2 separate regions of the Mus musculus genome follow, and region 1 is linked to region 2. The links are chromatin contacts, called in public ChIA-PET maps. All regions are on one chromosome and are shown on one strand. The core of a region is the stretch at or near the end of the contact, and the rest is flanking DNA. Distances in the headings are between cores, read along the strand shown.

What was found. ChIA-PET counts read pairs in DNA pulled down with a chosen protein or histone mark.
Region 1: a contact with region 2 is called in an RNA polymerase II ChIA-PET map of memory CD8 T cells, with 5 read pairs. The contact joins two enhancer-like sites. A contact is called at or near these places in 1 of 39 promoter capture datasets (liver), 7 of 484 Hi-C or Micro-C datasets (the THB-7 cell line, centroblasts, embryonic stem cells and 3 more), 2 of 115 datasets of contacts at active chromatin or transcription factors (memory CD8 T cells and pancreatic cancer cells) and 3 of 9 other capture datasets (embryonic stem cells, liver and pancreatic islet).

Annotation. Positions count from the first base shown.
Region 1 is chr11:116,000,843-116,007,237 of GRCm38.p6, forward strand. Itgb4 (integrin beta 4) reads left to right here. Exons shown (of 40, transcript NM_001005608.2): 31 at 2,500-2,682; 32 at 2,761-2,892; 33 at 4,689-4,925; 34 at 5,055-5,213; 35 at 5,619-5,768; 36 at 6,144-6,332. Among named protein-coding and RNA genes, the nearest start is that of Galk1, 8.7 kb to the right of the region's middle. Within about 2 kb of position 4,674, at least 186 of the 459 cell types and tissues checked have an H3K27ac peak or open chromatin away from gene starts, as enhancers often do. A contact at or near this core is called in memory CD8 T cells, where this site is marked.
Region 2 is chr11:115,742,767-115,750,007 of GRCm38.p6, forward strand. No RefSeq gene overlaps it. Among named protein-coding and RNA genes, the nearest start is that of Tmem94, 19 kb to the right of the region's middle. Within about 2 kb of position 4,760, at least 57 of the 459 cell types and tissues checked have an H3K27ac peak or open chromatin away from gene starts, as enhancers often do. A contact at or near this core is called in memory CD8 T cells, where this site is marked.

The DNA.
Region 1 (6,395 bases), core at 3,424-5,923, 260 kb after region 2:
GCATTCCAAGGGAACTGAGATTCTGTGTATTCCCTAGGGTCACTGGCCTGGGGTGGGGATTACCTTTCTGTACAGGGAGCCACGGTTACATTGTTACACATCTCTCTTAGGGCCAGAAGAGCGGCCAGATTTAGCGGGATGTGAGGCAGGATGGCCACTTGGGCCCAAGAGTTTGAGGGCAGTCTCAGTAAAGTAATAAGAACCCTTCTCAGAAAAACAAACAAACAAACAAACAAAAACAGGTCAGGTCTGAGAACGTAGCTCAATTGGTAGAGTGCTTTGCTTGCCTGGCACAGAAAAGGCGCTGGCTTCAACTGCCCATGCAACATACATTGGCTGTGGTAGTGCACACCCAGCATGCAGGAGGTGGGAGGCAGAGAGGTCCATTCAAAGCCATCACTGGCTACATAGCAAGTTCGAGGCCAGCCTGGCATACAAGAGACCCTGTCTCAGAAACTGAACGGTGCGCACGCATGCACACACACACACACACACACACACACACACACAAAGAGAAACAAAGCAACAGAAAAAAACGCAGAAAGTCTTGAATTTCAAATACATTTCTGTTTTTAGACTAGCTCGTTCGTTCAAGGACCAGGAGTATAACTCAGTGGCAGAATGCTTGCCTCACATGAGCAAGGGCCTGGGTTCAAACCCCAGCATTTCCCCCTCGCCACCATCCCAGATTTCATTCAGTCTAATATATTATCCGGCAACCATTCCTGGAAGGGAAACAGTGGCTGCACAGCAGTCCCTGCCATCGATAGGGAACCGTGAGAGTACCCCACCTCTCCTCTAGGGAAGAGACTCAAAAGTGCTCACTTCAGCTGGCTGGTCCCAGGGAGGGAGGTCGGCTCCATACTGCCAAGAGACGCCGTGGGTCTCTGTCAGCAGGTGTCTTCTGGGGGAAGTGTGCGCTGCCTTGGCACTTCTTACCAACCAGACTAGCCAGGAACCCAGCCTACAGCCCAGTGACAACTCATCTCTGGTGGTTTCCTCGTGGCTCCAGCCTGTTGAGGCCCCAGCTACATTACAAATGTGCTGGGCCACCTCCTCCCAACCCCAGGGTGTCCGTGCTTTGGAATGTACCCTCTCCCTCCACTTATGAGCTCCCACAGATGTGACAGATGCTCTACCATGGTGGCTAGACACCTTCCTTTCAGGCTGATGGCCCTTTGCCCGCCACTGCTCTGCATGTGGGTGTGGGTTGTCTGTCTTCTTTAACCCCCGATGGCCTCAAACTCAAGGCAACCTCTCTCTCCTCTCGGCTTTAGCTTCCTGGATGCTTTAATTACAGGTTTACCTCTGAGGTACTACTTGATGACTTTAAAAACAACAACAAACTATAATCGCACCAGATAGGCCTGGCTGATGTGGAACTTGATCAGTAGACTGAGTTGACCTCTCAGCTCAGAGAAGTTCTCTTGTCTCTGCAACCCTAGTGCATTCCCGAGCCCTGCTTGCTTTAAAATAATGTATTATTGCTGGTGGTGGTACACACCTTTAATCCTAGCACTTGGGAGGCAGAGGCTGGAGGATCTCTGAGTTCAAGGCCAGCCTGGTCTACGGAGTGAGTTCCAGGACAGCCAGGGCTACACAGAGAAACCCTGTCTCGAAAAACCAGTGTGTGTGTGTGTGTATGTGTGTGTGTGTGTGTGTGTGTGTGTGTATGTGTGTGTGTGTGTGTGTGTGTGTGTGTGTGTGTGTGTGTATGTGTGTTTGGGTCAGAGGACAACTTTCAGGAGTCAGTTCTCTCCTTCTACCATGTGGAGTCCAGAGATCAGGCTTGTGCTGTGAGCGCATAATCCACGGCACTGCGTTACCAGTTCCTGCGCCCGCTACCTCTTGACCAGTTGTGTGCTGTGAGGGTGCACATGAGACTGTGAGATTGTCCCTTTCCAAAACACCTTAGGAAATCGGGGCATTAGCTTCTTTTTGTGCTTCTCTGGCTTTTGGAATGCTTTCTCTCTGGAGCTGGCTCGTCAGCCTTGAGCACAGGGTGGAAGGCATGGTCTTCCTTGCCTGCCACCCAGCCTTGATGGGCGTGCCTTGTGTGCACATGCATTAGCCAATCAGTAGAGGCTGTGGCGTGTTTACCTTGCATCTAAACATGGCTCTGCCACTCAACAAGGAGTCCTTCTGAGAAAGCTGACAATGCTATTTTCTTACACCTCTTACACATGGGTTTTTGTTTTAGATTGATTGATTTATTATGCATGCATACCTGAAGGCCAGAAGGGGGCACCAGATCTCATTACACATGGTTGTGAGCCACCGTGTTGGTGCTGAGAATTGAACTCAAGTCCTCTGGAAGAGCAGCGAGTGCTCTTAACCTCTGAGCCATCTCTCTAACCCCCTGCACACACAGTTTTATGCACTCACCAGGAGGAAAGAGTTCAGCAGCTGCATGCTCCCTAGCATCTCCAGGAGCCAGTGATGGATCTGGGGCCAGGCTGAACACTGGTGGTCCCCCTTAAGTACTGTCCCTGCCTCCAGGACCCATTGGACCTATGAAGAAGGTGCTCGTGGACAACCCCAAGAACCGGATGCTGCTCATTGAGAATCTGCGAGAATCCCAGCCATACCGATACACGGTTAAGGCGCGCAATGGGGCAGGATGGGGACCCGAGAGAGAGGCTATCATCAACCTGGCTACACAGCCCAAGCGGCCCATGTCCAGTGAGTGACAGGCAAGGGTGGAGTTTGGGGACAAGAGGCCATGGCTAGGGTCCTGGCTTACTTCTTTCTGCCCTGCAGTCCCTATCATCCCAGACATCCCCATAGTGGACGCCCAGGGTGGAGAAGACTACGAAAACTTCCTTATGTACAGTGATGACGTCCTGCGGTCCCCAGCCAGCAGCCAGAGGCCCAGCGTTTCTGATGACACTGGTGAGTGAGAACCCACCAGAGAAAGGTGGGGGTCCCTGGCGGGGCTGTCCCTGGTACCCAGAGAGATCAAACAAGCCAGCGACTGCTGGCATGGAGACTAAGAACAAAAGTGCCTTCTCATGGTTCTGAAGGGACAAAACTGCTGAAGGCTACATGTCAATATGTGTGTGCCTGTGTATGTGAGCGTATGGACGTCCACTTCGGGACTCTGACATTCCCGGGCTGGAGCATGTACACACAGGACAGCTTTACAACCTCCTGAAGGTTCACCTGCTGTGCTAGGTCAGGAAGGACACTCAGGCCACCTCCCAGAGGTGACTTTAGCCTTGATAGAGAAAGGAGGGGGAGCCAATAAGGTAGACACCCCCCCCCAACCCCGCTCTCTTCATTTTCCCTTGATTTCTCACACAATGTGGTACAAAAAGAGCCCTTAGCTGGGACTCCTCCTACTCCAGGGTTTGAGCTGGCTGTGCTGTTAGATGACTCTGAGTCTCTCATCCATCTCAGAACTAACTGGCCTTCAATTCTGTGAAATGAGATACAAACCACACAATGCCATCGGGAAGAAAGAAGTCCCTTTCTGAGTCTAAGGCCGGGGTGGGCACAGTCAGTCGTGAGCAGAGCTTGGCATGCTAAGTTGCTTTTTTTTTCTTCTTCTTCTTCTTCTTTTTTTCTTTTTCTGGTGTTGGGAAGGGTTTGAGGCAGGGTCTTGCTAGATTAAAACCCTGGCTGACCTTGAAGTTCTTACCTGTAAACCAGACTGCCCACAAATCTACAGCTAGTATCTAAACTACAGTTTTAAGAACCAGGAACCTCTGCTAAGATACTACTAGCACCCTAGGGCTTCTACGGCTATTCCAGGAAAACAGACAGGGGTGAGATTACTTTCCTTTGTACAGAAAGGAAACAGGCTCAGAGCTGATAAATAACCAAGGAAACTTCACGCTGGGAGGCAACGTAAGGCTTTCCCATGACTCCCGCAGCAGACCGGCCTTTGTGTCTCAGTAGAGGCCAAACCCAGTTTATCTGGAATGGCTGGAGCAGGCCAAGGGTTTTTCTTGTCATCTAAAGGGATACCCATACCCCTGGACGCCGCGTAAGTGCCGCAGGCCACCTCCTCCTCCTGACCCTCCCCGGCGGTGCCAACGCGGCCCTTCGTTGTTCCCAAGGCTGCGGCTGGAAGTTCGAGCCTCTGCTCGGGGAGGAGCTGGACCTGCGGCGCGTCACGTGGCGGCTACCCCCGGAACTCATCCCGCGCCTGTCCGCCAGCAGCGGGCGCTCTGACGAAGACGGCAGCGTTGCGGGGGGCGTGGAAGGGGAGGGCAGCGGCTGGATCCGCGGGGCTACGCCCCGACCCCCGGGAGGTGACCGCCTCCCCAGCCGCGCCCGCCTCTGGGGCCCTAGGCTCAATTGAGTTGGCTCACAATTTTGGTCACGCGGCCCACTAGAGTGCCCTGCCCGCCCAGAGTCTGTATAACTGCATTCAGACAAGCCCGGGAACTCAAGGGCGCCATGGGGAAGCGCTTGGGCTCTCCCCAACGGAGGATAAGGGCAGAGCTTCCAAGAAGCCAGAGTCCCTGCAGGGGAGTGAGCCCTAGCTGGGCTAAGTGCTCGGGTGGAGGACAGCATGGCGCAAGGAGACAGAACTGAAAGATTCGTGTGGTCTCCTGTTTGCCTGCGGGAACCCAGGGTCTTGGTAGTTTAAGGCTGCCCTGTGCAACCCCGGGGCCACCTCCTGCCCCATGTGGCCTGTCATCTGCTGTGGGCCTCACTGAATGACCTCTCTCCCCACGCAGAGCACCTGGTGAATGGCCGGATGGACTTTGCCTATCCAGGCAGCGCCAACTCCCTGCACAGAATGACTGCAGCCAATGTGGCCTATGGCACGCATCTGAGCCCACACCTGTCCCACCGAGTGCTGAGCACGTCCTCCACCCTTACCCGGGACTACCACTCTCTGACACGCACAGAGCACTCCCACTCAGGCACACTTCCCAGGGACTACTCCACCCTCACTTCCCTTTCCTCCCAAGGTGAGTGACCCCTGCCTGGCCCGTTGACCTTCCTACACTTTAATCCCTAGACAGCCACCAGCCAGTTACCCATACCTGTCTCACATACACACACACACACATTCTCATTCTTGTCTTGTCCTGCCCTAGGCCTCCCTCCTATCTGGGAAGATGGGAGGAGCAGGCTTCCGCTGTCCTGGACTCTTGGGTCCTTGAGCCGGGCTCACATGAAGGGTGTGCCCGCATCCAGGGGTTCACCAGACTCTATAATCCTGGCCGGGCAGTCAGCAGCACCCTCCTGGGGTACAGGTAGTACAGGGGGTGGTCACCATGGATCCATGGCTGTCACGCTCCATTTGTCACCCAGCTACCATCACAGCCTGTGCCTGTGCACTCCCTCACTGCTTCATCGCATACAGAACTCCAGTTCACCCACAGGAGCTAACCACTGCCCTGCCTGCCCACCCCCATCAGTGCTGAAGCCTAACACATCTGCCCTCCTGGGGTATAAAGCAAAAGAGCTGGGCAAGGCGCAGGGCCAGTTGTAGAGGGGATGGACTGAGGAGACTAGCAGACTCAAGGGGAAGTGTAGAGCAGCCTGGACAGGTTAATGTGAAGCCATAATATGACTGGAGAGGCAAGCACGGGGTAGACTGTAGCTCATCTCAGACCACAAACCCGGTCTTGGACTAACCGTGGCCTTCAATAATCCAGATTCCCGTGGGGCTGTGGGTGTGCCTGACACACCCACTCGGCTGGTGTTCTCTGCCCTGGGGCCCACGTCTTTGAAGGTGAGCTGGCAGGAGCCACAGTGTGATCGGATGCTGCTGGGCTACAGTGTGGAATACCAGCTACTAAACGGCGGTGAGGCATAGTGACTGTTGGCTGTCATGTCTTGTCTCAGTTGGGCCAGGACCCCTCCAAATCAGTTGCGGCTTCATCCACTCCCCTGGGCCTTTACTATCCATTTCTTAAACGAGGTTTTACTTAATGGGGCTTTGTAGACCTAGGGCCTCTGCTAACTGGAATAGCCTTGTAAGAACAGGGAAACGGCAGAAGAGGGCAGGCTTTGCCCGGAACCCCCCAGTGGGACTTCTTACATGTTAAGTAAAGGCTCTACCAGCAACCCACCATAGTACACTGTACCAAACCTGAGGTGTTGATGGCGGCCGAACAGGAGGGAGGGATAAGAAGGGCGAGAGTTAAGGTGGTCTGTTTCCTATCCTCACTCCACCTCAGGCGAGATGCATCGGCTCAACATCCCTAACCCTGGCCAAACCTCGGTGGTGGTAGAGGATCTCCTGCCTAACCACTCCTATGTGTTCCGGGTACGGGCCCAGAGCCAGGAGGGCTGGGGCCGAGAGCGAGAGGGTGTCATCACCATCGAGTCCCAGGTGCACCCGCAGAGCCCTCTCTGCCCCCTGCCAGGTGAGCCAGTCTGCCCCCTGCTGCTGCCCCACTCCCCATCCACCAACGACCCGTCCACTGACA
Region 2 (7,241 bases), core at 3,510-6,009:
GTCACACGATATACGGAGTGTGCTTCTACACGCACTCTTACGGAGTGTCTATCCCTCATCTCTGAAATAAGGGTGACAGTTGTTCCGCAGACACTTGGAAATGGCGTAAGTACATGGTAAAACTCAGAATAAGGGTTACCTACACAGGGTCGAGACACAGAGTCAGCCTCATGCCCGCTGAGCTGACAGATAAAGAAAATGTGATCTAGTTACACCAGTGGGTTCTTCTTTAACTGGAAAGAAGAATAAAATCCTGTCATTTGCCTCCGAGTTGAGGTGGAGGACAGTAAGGGAACTGAAACAAGCTGATTACCGAGAGACAAACGCTGCATGCGGAAATTAAGGCCACGTTGATCTGAATGGGGAAGAGTGATAATTTCAGGGAGCAAAGGGGAAGAGAACTCAGGACGTTGGTGACATTATGGATTGGATGTAGAGTGTCCGCCCACTTGTTTCAACACTTGGTTGTTAGCAGGTGGCGTAGTTTGGGGGTGTGTTTATTATGTATTTTTGAGGCAAGGTCTTACTCTGTAGCCCACACTGGTCTGGAAGTCACCATATGATCCAGGCTGTCCTGGAACTCACAGTAATCCTCCTGCCTTAGTCTCCCAAGTGTTAGTTTGTAGGAATTAGCCACCACGTAGATTTCATTTGCATCCAACCTTAGAAAGCCCGTTACTGATGCGCTTGCCAAAGTTATATGACTGTGTGCCGGGCACTGCTCTGAATTCTGGGAAACAGCAATCACTAAAATGCTCGTAATTTCCTGTTCCTGCGAAGCTCGGATCCCAGTGGAGGGAGACCGGCATCCCATGAATACACAAAAAAACGTATGGCAAGCGGAGATCAGTATCCTGAAAAAGAAAAACTTTAGGGAGACTGGGGTGACTGGTGTTATGTGAGGCAGGAGCTCAGGGGAGGCCTCATGTATGGAAGGATGAGCTATGGGAGGATGGGCAGGAAGTGTGGAAACAAAGCTTGAGCCTGGAGAATCCTCCAAGATGAGTGCCTGGGGTACCGACTCCCTGAGTGGTCGTCTACTGCACCTGTAGGATTGTTCTGCATCCAGCGACAGAGTGTACCCTGACGCTCCTGCTTTGCTCTCCCTTACTCTATGGATTCCCAAGGAAGCCTGCAGCTCTGTCCTGGGGTCAAACAGCTCTACAGAGGAGCCATGAATGGTAACCGAAGCTTTCTGTCATCCAACTACATTCAATTTTCATTTTACCTGGCTTTCCCAGCCTCCACGAACTTCCCGACAGGGGCTGAGACGCAGCTCAGTGGCTAACAGTGCTTACTGCTCCTTACAGAACGCCCAGGGTTTATTCCTAACACCCATCCTGGGTGGCTCACAACTGCCTGGAACTCCAGTTCCAAGGGATCTGATGCCCTGTCCCTACTGCTCCAGGTTCTTGCATGCATGCACGTGGCACACAGACACATGAAATACATCTTCTTCTTTTTTGTTTATCAGGAGCAGCTTTTAGATAACTATGGTCCTGCTAGCATCTTATTATTTGGCTTTTGTTCTGAGACGGGGTCTCATGTAGCCCAGGCTGGTCACAAACAAACTCCCCTGATGACTGAGTCTGGCTTTGAGTTTCTGAGCTTCTTGTTTCCATCTCTACGTTGCTGGGCTTATAGGCGTGTGCCACTATGCCTCGATCTTTTGAGTGTGTTCATGTCAGTGTGTGTGTGTGTGCACGTGAAAGTCAGAGGACAACCTCTGGTGTCATTTGTTCCTCTGGTACCATCTGCCTCTTTTTTTTTTTTTTTTTTTTAAGACAAGGTTTCTCAACATCCTGGAACTCAACCTAACAGGCCAGACTGACTGGTTAGCCAAGAGTCCCAGGGATCCAGCTGTCTCTGACTGCTCAGTACAGGGATTATAAACACACCACGACACCTGGGTTTTTGTCTACTGTCTTCACTTTTTTTTTTTCTCTTAAATGACTGAAGGGAAGGAGCCCAAGATGTCACATTTCAGCTCCAGGGCTGGGTGTTTGCAGTGCCATTTGTGCAAAGGGGAGGACCAGAAGCAGCTCTTCCAGGAAAGAGGCTGTGAGCGTGGACTGCATGCATGAGTTTGAGCTGCCTAGTAGAGACAGCAAGTGGGAATGCCAAAGAAGCGGCTGGAGAAGTGAAAATCTGGGCTGTAGGAGAGAACACGAGACCCACAAATACGTGGCTCATCATCTAAAGAGCAAGGGACTAGAAGCAAGGTGAGGTAGCTCACACCTGTAATCCTAGCACTGGGAAAGCTGAGGCAGGAGGATTGCCATGATTTTTGAAACAAGTTTGGGCTATTGCGATGGTTTGTATATACTTGGCCCAAGGAGTGGCATTATTAGGAGGTGTGGCCTTGTTGGAGTGGGTGTGTCACTGTGGGTGTGGGCTTAAGACCATCACCCTAGCTGACTGGAAGTCAGTCTTCTACTAACAGCCTTCAGATGAAGATGTAGAACTCTCAGCTCTTCCTGCACCGTGCCTGCCTGGATGCTGCCATGCTCCCCCGCCTTCATAATAATGGACTGAACCTCTGAACCTGTAAGCCAGCCCCAATTAAATGTTGTCCTTTATAAGACTTGCCTTAACTGCAACCTTATAGGTGGAACAACAATATGAACTAAGCAGTACCCCGGAGCTCTTGTCTCTAGCTGCATATGTATCAAAAGATGGCCTAGTCGGCCATCACTGCAAAGAGAGGCCCATTGGACTTGCGAACTTTATATGCCCCAGTACAGGGGAACGCCAGGGCCAAAAAGGGGGAGTGGGTGGGTAGGGGAGTGGGTGTGGGTGGGTAGGGGGGACTTTTGATATAGCATTGGAAATGTAAATGAGCTAAATACCTAATAAAAAATGGAAAAAAAAAAGACTTGCCTTGGTCATAGTGTCTGCTCACAGCAGTAAAACCCTAACAAAGACAGCTATATAGCGCATTCTAGGCTAGCCTAGGCTATAGAGTAAGACCCTGTCTTCAAAATAAACACTTATAAATGCCCACGAGAGTAGATTTATTCAATAAGAGAGGTGACAGCTTTAATGAAACACCATGACCAAAAGCAACTTGGGGAGAAAAGAGTTTGTTTAACTTGTGCTTCCACATCACTGTTCATCTCTGAAGGAAGTCAGGCCAGGACTCACACAGGGCAGAAACCTAGAGGTAGGAGCTGATGCAGAAGCAGTGGAGGGATGCTGCTTCCAGGCTTGCTCCCCATGGCTTGCTCAGCCTGCTTTCTTATACAACCCAGGACCACCAGCCCAAGGATGGCTCCACCCATCATGGTCTGGGCCCTCCTCCATCAATGGCTAATTAAGCAAATGTCCTACAAGGCCTACCCACACAGCCCAGTCTAATGGAGGCATTTTCTCAATTGAGGCTCCCTCCTCTCATGAGTCCCTGTCTTGCCATCTACCTCTGTCCCCAGATAATGGTTTTAGTGGCAGAAACTATAGCTGTCACCCTGCATGGACCAGATATTTCACTGACAAGGAGCACACTGTGGCAGGATGTTTCATTGTTCCTTTGATGTCCTCCATCCTGTTGTGACTAGCATGTCTCCCTTTATAGATGACTCAGTGTTGCACTGAACTGGGAGGAAGCTGGCTACCTCTTCCAATGAACACATCCACCAAGTTAGAGGACCAACTCTGTTTTAGAGGACCCACTCTTTCTTTTTTGTTTGTTTGTTTGTTTTTCGAGACAGGGTTTCTCTGTGTAGCCCTGGCTGTCCTGGAACTCACTCTGCAGATCAGGCTGGCCTCGAACTCAGAAATCCACCTGCCTCTGCCTCCCAAGTGCTGGGACTAAAGGCGTGCGCCACCTGCCTGGTTTCCTCACTTTTTATTATGTGTATGGTTGAGCACACTTTTGTATATGCCACAATGCACATGTGGAAGACAAGTTGTAAATGTTGGCTCTCTCCTACCGTGTGGTCCAGGGACTCAAACTCCCTGACTTGGTGGCAAGCACTTTAACCCACTGAGCCATCTCATCAGCCCCTTGGGATTTTATCTACTTACTCACTGTGCTGATCAAATACACCCGGCACCCACATGTTCACACAGAGCTTTGAAATTCTTTCCTGAGTTGTATACCGTAAGGAATGATAGTCATAACAAAGACTTGATCACCGCGTGCGTTTTGTTATCTGATGTGGGCTTGTGCAGCACAGAGATTCTCACCCTGCACACTGCCCTTGCTGAGTCACCCGTTTTCACCCTGGCCTCGGCATTGTTCTGTTTTATTCTTTCCTGTATCTGAAGAGATGGGAAATGGACTCTGCGTTCTTTCCAGTTCAATGTTTTTTGTTTGTTAGGAAAATAAAACCTTTTCCTCCTCCAAAGCAGCTCCTTACATTTGCTTTCTTCTCCCAGCTTGTCCTTTGACCACTCCAGTCATCTTTTTAAAGAGCCAGAAAGTGTCTGAAACTTTGACTGTGACAACAGGTATCAGCCACTGGGGCGCTTGGATCCTCACCCTGCTGTTTCTGGCCAGGGATCTCGTTGTTTTAACTCAGCTGAATTCAAAGCATTTCAGCATGAGGATCTTTAACATAAACGAAGATTTGTTTTTATTTATGATTGTGTGTCTGTGTGTGTCCCAGTGCCCTTGAAGAGGGTGTTGGGTCCCCGGGGGTTGAAGTTATAGGTGGTTGGGAGCCACCGGATGTGGATGCCAGAAGCCCCGTTCAGGACCCCTGAAATTGCAAACAAGGAGCCATTCCCGCGGTCTCTCAGCACAAAGATCTTAAACCAACCCCCTTCTGCCTGTCACGTTTAAGCAAATGACTAGGTGGAAAAGATGGCGCAGTGACGAAGGATGCTCCTCCGGGGGGGGGGGGGGTGCGGGGGGTGCGGGCGGGGGCGGGGGGAGGGGCTTGTTTCAGCTTGCAGGTGGCTCAGCGTGTAGATCCTTGTTAGAGTCCCTGAATCAGGCCTGAATCACTCGTGTTTTCTGACTCACTTCTTACCTCCATGTGGTGAGGTCTTTAAGAACAAGGGTATTCTCCACCAGATGCACTGCTCCCCGTTTTCTGAGACAGGCTCTTACCATTTAGCCCAAGCTGGCCTCAAACTCTCAAACTTAAAATCCTCCTGCCTCAGCCTTCCCAGTGTGTAGATAGATCACAGGTGTGTGTCCCACCCCTGAGGTGCCCTGTTCATTCCTGCTTTTCTTTTCTTTCTTTTCTTCTCCTTCCACTTTCCCCCTCCCCTTCCCTTCCCTTTTTCTCTCCCTCCTGCCTTCTCTCCCTCTTCCCTCTCTTCTTCTCCTTTCTTTCACAGGTTCCATGGCACAAAAATGGGGGCGAGGGAGATCGGTTTCTTCTCCATCTTGTAGAGGTTAGATTTCTCTTGTTTCTGTTGCGCTGTGAATTCCGGGACAGCTGGTTCACAGCCTCTGGGCAGTTTTCCTGCCTTCATCTCCTATCTCTGTAGGGGGCTAAGCTTGTGTACCACAGCATGCAGTTTTTTCCCTGGGTTCTGAGATTTGAACCTGGGTCAACATGCTTGTGTGGTTAGCACATCTCAGCCCAGAGATTCACACTGGGTGCCATCTCTCCAACCTGTCCTTTTTTAGAGACAGGGTCTCACCACATAGCCCTGGCTGGCCTGGAACTCACTATGTTGACCAGGCAGGCCTCTAACGGTGATCTGCTTGTTTCTGCCTCCCAAGTGTTGGGATTAAGGGTGTGCACCACTGCCTGTCTGAGGTCTAGAGCTTAAGAGAGCTATTCCACTATTTTCCTATCTAAGACTTATTTCAAATCAGCCAGTAGGTTTCACCCAGTAGTTTTTTTGAATGCACCTATATCCTAGCACCCGAGTGGCTGCCACCTTAGCATGGGGTCCACTCGTCCTACCGCTCAGCACTCTTCTTCCCAATGTTGCTCTTACTTCTTTGTAACCCATTTTCTTTCTTTCTTTCTTTCTTTCTTTCTTTCTTTCTTTCTTTCTTTCTTTCTTTCTTTCTTTTTCTTTTTTTCTTTTTTTGGTTTTTTGAGACAGGGTTTCTCTGTGAAGCCCTGGCTGTCCTGGAGCTCACTCTATAGACTAGGCTGGCCTCGAACTCAAAAATCCGCCTGCCTCTGCCTCCCGAGTGCTGGGATTAAAGGCGTGCGCCACCACGCCCGGCTTGCTGTCACTTCTTTTTTTTTTTCTTTTTTTTTTTTAAAAGATTTATTTATTATTTATTATATGTAAGTACACTGTAGCTGTCTTCTGACATTCCAGAAGAGGGAGTCAGATCTCGTTACGGATGGTTGTGAGCCACCATGTGGTTGCTGTGATTTGAACTCTGGACCTTTGGAAGAGCAGTCGGGTGCTCTTACCTGCTGAGCCATCTCACCAACCCTTGCTGTCACTTCTAAGGGACACTAAATGCATGTGTACTGACTGATTGACTGTCAGGTGGGACAACAAAAGATCCCATCATTAGACAGGGATTTTTTTTTTTTGTGCTAGGGATGGAACCTGGGGTTTAACTCCTCAGCCACACCTCAGCCCTTGTTGATCAGATTTATGTAAACTTCTTTAAGTAGATTTATTGTTGTTGTTGCTGCTGTTGCTGTTGCTGCTGCTGCTGCTGGTGTGTGTGTGAGAATGCATTCACCTGGCCACAGAGGCCAGAAGATGGGATCAGTTCCCCTGGAGCTAAGTTATAGGCAGGGTTGAGCCATTTGCTCTGAGTGCTGGGACCCAACTCTGTCCCTGGAGAACAGCAAGTGCCCTTCTGAGCCATTTCTTGGCCTCTTGTATGTACTTTGGGTGGTCTGAGTCCCTGAGGATTTGAACCGCTGCATGCAGAAGCAAGCACTCTACCACTGAGCTACACTCCCAGCCCTCGTCGGTCAGGTTTTGAAAGGGTCATTCCGCAGATTTATCAATACCTGAGCCACATGTTTTGAAGTCGAGAGTCACTCACTTTCCAAATATATCCTATGAGCCCTGGGCCACGCAATGGAGAAAGCAGGAGGTCTCTGTTTAGCAAACTGAGCTGAAGTCATTGGGTACCCAGCTGGCTAGTCTGATAGAGGCATGTCACCTGGATCAGATCATGTGATCCTAAAGGCCTTTTCCTCTTCTACCTCCTCTCTCCTTTTTGCTCTCCTTTTCTTTTAAGGGGAGAGAAGATCTATATTTAGGGAGAAATATCCAGTGGATATGAAGGAACTAAAGATGCTAGAGTGGGTACTAACTGGATGCTACCGGTTCCTAGACAGAACCATCTGCTACAGTGG